2 separate regions of the Sus scrofa genome follow, and region 1 is linked to region 2. Evidence: chromatin contacts called from public HiChIP or PLAC-seq data. All regions are on one chromosome and are shown on one strand. Each heading gives the region's core, a stretch centred on a gene start, on an enhancer-like site or on the middle of the called end of the contact. The rest is flanking DNA. Distances are from core to core; before and after follow the strand shown. Region 1 overlaps FOXP1 (forkhead box protein P1). Region 2 overlaps FOXP1 (forkhead box protein P1).

Region 1 (2,700 bases), core at 65-2,564, 210 kb before region 2:
AGGTTTCTAATTTTAAACTAGAGGAAGTCAGTCAATAAAGTTGACTCTTAATATTGAAACTTTACTAGGTCCAATCTGGAATTGGAAATATGTGATATTTTTTGCCCTGGGTAAACTTTATATTTTTTTAGGTGGGGAATATTTAGATCTTCCATTCATGCAGATTCACCATTTCCTTTATATACATGTTTTGAGCTCATGACATTTTTGTGAGCTGTTTTTTTTTTTTTTTTTTTTTTTTTTAAGTCACAGTTTTGGAGGAAGGAGGGGGGCTTGGAGAAAGTAGGGGTTTTTGAAGAAACCATATCATTTTCCACTTTGAAAAAGATTCTTCCTTAAAATGATGAACTGTGTTTGATTCTGGAAGTGAGCATGCCAGGCACGGGGAGGCAGAATTTCATAACATATAGTTTGTCTCAGATGGAAGACTTTTCTTCCCACCTCCATGGCGCTGCAGGGTAAATTTCTTTTTTTTTGTAGTAAAATATGCATAACATGAAATTGACCATTTTAACCGACTGTGTGATCATTTTAAACATTACTTCAAAGCTGTATGAGCAAAGGGAAGAAACAGATTTTCTTATTTGACCATTTTTACTTTGGGTCTCAAATAGTGCCATCCCAACAATTAGCTGGCCTTCGTTTATTTGAAACCAGAATAGAAAGTCCTCGTGGTACAAACCTTTGCTTTTTGGAGACTTGGGCTGTTTCTCTTCCTATAGAATTCCTCACCCCCGCCTGCCACATCCTTAGCGACACCCATCCGTGGGGGCAGAAAGGGAACTTGAAGGGCCTTTGGGGCAGCAAAGCCCTTGCCATCATGATGTTTGCTTTGGCAGAGCTTTCTGCCTTTGGTTTACAAGGTTGCAGTAAACACTTCCTTTGCATTTCCTGCTTACAGAGCAAGTGGCTTACATGTTGCACCGAGAGAGGGAAATTTCTCATTGCTCTGTTGAAACCTGCGTCTCACCGACCCTTGGAATCACACGGAAGGAGCCTGTGTTTCATTTGTCTGAGTGATCTTCCCCCCCTCCACCTTCCCTTTCCGAAAAGTCCCTTGGCTTGTTGACTTGGAAAAAGCAGGTTTTGAATTACATACAGCAGGTACTGAAGTCGGGCTGCTGGACGCGCTGTTTTCTGGGATGCTGACTTGCTGATAGAAAAGCGAGAACCAGTTTACAGTAGCTCTGACACCACTGTTACCTTTCTCCAGTCCTCTCCAGCTGCTCCCAGCCCTTCGGATGCCTTCGCCGTGCACACAGTTTGTTCTTGGGTGTGAAAGCAAACAGTATTTGAGTTGGCAGCAACTTCTCTTTCAGTGGAGTTTGCTGCCTCGGCAAGAAACCGCAGCGTGAGCTTTCTGCTGCTGAAGGTTTCCACTGGCAGGATGGCCTTTTCCCACATTTCCTTGGTTTAAGGAAACAGATTTTTTTGAACTTTTTTTTTTTTTAAAGACAAAATGCCAACATTTAACAGCTGGAGTTAGTATATAATTTATGGTTTTCACTTTACGTTCTTGTGGATGTAGAAAAATTAAAAATCCATAATTATTGTTAAATTATGCAAGGTTTTGCAAAAAGAGTGATTAAAAATAGACCCTCTGTTATGAGGAATTCAAGAAAGTCATTGTTACCCAAACAGGTATTCTCAATTATTCTATCTTTAATGGTTTTTAATTGTTATAATTTACTCATATTCTATTACATCTCTCAGAGGAGATGTTTCTGAAAGCTCTTTGTTTTTCTTTTGAGGAACAAGTAGGATTTTGTTCATTTGAACCTCTTCAGCTTTTTTTCCCCCCAAATCTTATTTTTTATTTTTTTATATGTCAGCGTGTTTAATCCCCACTTGAGGCAACGCTTCTTGTCACAGTGGTTTTCTCTGGAGAATCTTAACTCTGAGAGCAAAGCAGACTCAGACCTGCTCCCTGCCAAGGTGATAGTCTTGGTGCAGGAAGACCTGCACGCCTCTTGTGGAAGTGACCCACGTCTTTTTTATGCCACAGACTCTCCCTTTGAGGCGAGCTTCAGTTTTCGCACATTCCCTTTTGGAGATGTTTACGTCCACACCTTACAGATTTAGCATATAGATTCCTCATTGGCTGGAGGCCTTGCTAAATTGGTAACATATCAGAATCAGGAATCAAATGCAGGCAACCAATTAAAAAAGTGACTGCATGTTACCTCCAGACAGGTAGTAGTTCTGAGACTGGTGGGTTTTGCTGTTGGTTTTTTGTGTTTTGTTTTGTTTTTTTTTTTTTTTTCTTCTGTTGATAGAGGCAAAGATTCTGAGAAGTTTTATCAACATCCCCAAAAGCCACAGCTTTAATTAAAAAGTGGCTCTAACATGTTTGTTTTCCTGATTTCTCAGAAAATAAAATAGGAAGTGAAAAGGCTGTTCTCCTTGGTACAGTGTGTTGCTCTAAAGATGGTTCGATCTGCATGTTAGATTTAGGGTCAGAACATTAGCTGTGATGAATAACAGGGGACAAAATTTTTCTTTTCTTTTCAAGGATAGTGGCAGTTAATCATTTTTATCTGCCCGCCTTGTAGACTTGATTAGATTTATTATGTATGCCACGTGTTTATGGCATTTTTATTATATGTTGTTAATTTGTTGTAACTGCCACCACATTTTTTTTCCCCTTCTTGCCTTTTCTCCCTAGAGGACCCTTCAAAGCATCTAAGTGTCAACTGTTAC
Region 2 (2,753 bases), core at 247-2,746:
GGAATGCAGTTAAAATGCAAATATTAAGAGGAATGAAAACTTTATAAGGATAAAAGAAAGACTGACAAAAACAACCGTGTTTTCTCTATGATCTCCTCGTGGCTTGAGCTGAGAGCGACCAGAGAAGTTACCATAGACCCAAGAGAAGTTGTAAGGGACCTTAAATCAAGAGTGTCACTTCGTCGCTTGCCTCCGCAGTATGGTTTTCTCAATTAGTGGTCGTTCTGGGAGGCCTGCTTAACAGCTTATGAGAAACAAATATTAACACAAATTGTGTAATTATATTACACTCTCAGATTCCTCCAAGATGCAAAGTGGTTTTCAGCTAAGAACACGCCAGCAATAAAACATCCTATAGTCAAAGGAAGCGCGCGCTCAAAGGGAACCATGAGACTGGATCCGAGCGACTTTCACAGTTTATTTTCATGGTATTTAAATTATGATACCAGTGGGTATTTTTAATTAGTGTGCACTTGTCTACATAAGCCATGTTGGCAAATTTGACTCATTCATACAGTAGTTGCTGTAAAAGAGGCCAGCACAGCCTGCAGGAATTAAAATTAAAAGTTTCTGCAAGCTGTTGTCGACATGACCATATCTCATTAACTTTAAAAATGGAGATTATTTGCCTGAAAGCTTGATTTGACTAGCAGTAATCAAATATTAGGCTCAGCGGAGTGAAGGGTGGGGGGAGTGCCATTGTTGTGATATATACCGCTAAGTGTTTTGCAGTTCGCTTTAAATAGCAGTATAAGATGTGTGTTTTGACAAAGGGAATAGGAAAGAGAAACACAGACATATGGCCTCAAAAGTATTATTAGGATAGTTTTATTTTAGTTTAAGGCTCATTATTTACTAAGTTTCCAGAAGACAAATATGATTGTGCCGATTACCAGTTCTTCCCTCCTTAAGGAGGCAACTTAATTGTCTGAAGGAGCTTCCCCTGCTTGATCAAAGTTTCAGTCTTAGAAACGGGGCCTATCTCGTGATAATCTTTCCTTTTCTCATCTGGTAAATTGGCATGAACCTTAAATTTGTATCCCGGCTTCATCCCATTGTTTTAACGGAATGTGATGAAAAGGTTGCAAAATAGCGCGTAAAATGAACCCCAAGAAAAGAGCCCTCCCCTTATCTCATCTACTTTCCAAATAGCTTGTTATTTGAATGAGGTATCTGAGCAAAAAAAAAAAAAAATCTCCTTTTGCAAGTAATTAAGGATCTAAGGTTGAAAACCTGAAGTTGCTGAAATACGGTAGACGTAGTCCCATTTTAGATCTCGTTTTATAGTTTCACATGCACAAAGGAACATTTGTAACGCCTAAGTGTAAACTGGAAAATGAAGATGCATTTGGGGGGGAAAAAACGCAAAGAAAAAAGGTGCAGTTAAACAAAAGACCAAAGATAAAGTCTTAAGCCTTTTTATGTCTCCGAGCTGAGAACATGTTCTGCATTTTACTCAAGGACCATGAGGCTAGAATGTAAGTAACTGGTTTTTGCATTAGGCTCTCCCTGGAGGTAGCAGAAAAATATCATGTCCCTGCATGAAATGCGAATGTGAAATCTACCAGAAAGAAATATTTATGACCATTTTATGCTTGATTAGGCTTGGATGACATCTGTTAGAAGACAGGGACTGGACAAAGAGAGAGACGCTCGGGGGCAAATGTTAACGGAGTTGTTTAGACGACGCTAGGGCAGAAGCGTCCATTTACTGCCAGGCAAAACACAGGAATTGTGTTAGCGAGAGTGCAGCTGACAAGAATCCACGGTGATGGAGACACTGTAAACTGACTCGATGAAATCGGTGGATACAGCTGTTGATAGTCACCTCTCGCTGCCTCAGTTTATGGGCAGGTATCTAGGCGAAACCCTGATCCAGTAACTTCCCGGGAGCCGATGCGTTCATAAAGTTACACACATGTGACTCAGCTATAAAAAGAGATCATCTTCACTTTTTCAAGTGAGTTTTACATTCTCCTGCCAGACAGACTTAGCAGCACCAGGAAACATTTCTCTATCTCTCAGCGAAAGGAGAATTAATTAAATGACACACTTGCTTCTGGATACTGCTGCGACTGAAGTTTCTTTTCTTATCATAAGTCTCCCCCCTCCCTCCTCACCCCCCTCCCCTCGCTTAAAAAAAAAAAAAAGAGAGAAATGTAGGCCCCTCAGTTCTATAGAAGCACTTCATCACTTTAAACAGGGCAAATGTTTGCCTAAAAAAGAAAAAAAAAAAAAACTTTTCCAACACTGGCAAACATTTTATCAATGGTTAAACATTTCAGTGCTCAAGTCCGTGCTGTTTGTCTGAAGCCATGGTTCCACCACGAGTGGAGGTATGAACAGTTATTTCATTCTGGTTCTTTTCCCAGCTTCTTTTCCTGTAAATTTTCTCTGTCTGGAATGCTGATGGGAAATGTTATTTTGTTTTTGTTTGCAGCAGTTCTGTTGTTTTGATTTTGTCTGAGTGGTATGGAAAACAGTACGTCACTTAGAGTGGGTGTTTTGTCTACCGGCCATTTGGCCATTGCACATATATTTCTCATACTTATTACATGATGACAAGGGAACCAAAAAGGCACAATTTTTCCAGTTGAATTTTTCTTTCCAGTTTAATAATAGTGAAAAAAGAAAACAAAAGTTAATAGATTTAGCAGTTTGATGGTACTCGCAATGTGATCGCTGACATTAGGTGCTTTTGTTTTTTTCCTCCATTCCTTGTGGTTGAGGAGCTGTTTAAGTGAAGGTCAGAT

The links. HiChIP or PLAC-seq counts read pairs in DNA pulled down with a chosen protein or histone mark.
Region 1: an H3K27ac HiChIP or PLAC-seq map of skeletal muscle shows a contact between it and region 2, with 3 times the contacts expected there. The contact joins two enhancer-like sites. A contact is called at or near these places in 1 of 47 Hi-C or Micro-C datasets (epiblast stem cells) and 1 of 2 datasets of contacts at active chromatin or transcription factors (skeletal muscle).

Annotation. Positions count from the first base shown.
Region 1 is chr13:52,776,680-52,779,379 of Sscrofa11.1, reverse strand. The region is part of intron 3 of FOXP1 (forkhead box protein P1); the gene reads left to right. Among named protein-coding and RNA genes, the nearest start is that of FOXP1, 200 kb to the left of the region's middle. Within about 2 kb of position 1,314, at least 31 of the 83 cell types and tissues checked have an H3K27ac peak or open chromatin away from gene starts, as enhancers often do. A contact at or near this core is called in skeletal muscle, where this site is marked.
Region 2 is chr13:52,564,209-52,566,961 of Sscrofa11.1, reverse strand. All of the region lies in intron 6 of FOXP1 (forkhead box protein P1), which reads left to right. Among named protein-coding and RNA genes, the nearest start is that of FOXP1, 410 kb to the left of the region's middle. Within about 2 kb of position 1,496, at least 10 of the 83 cell types and tissues checked have an H3K27ac peak or open chromatin away from gene starts, as enhancers often do. A contact at or near this core is called in skeletal muscle, where this site is marked.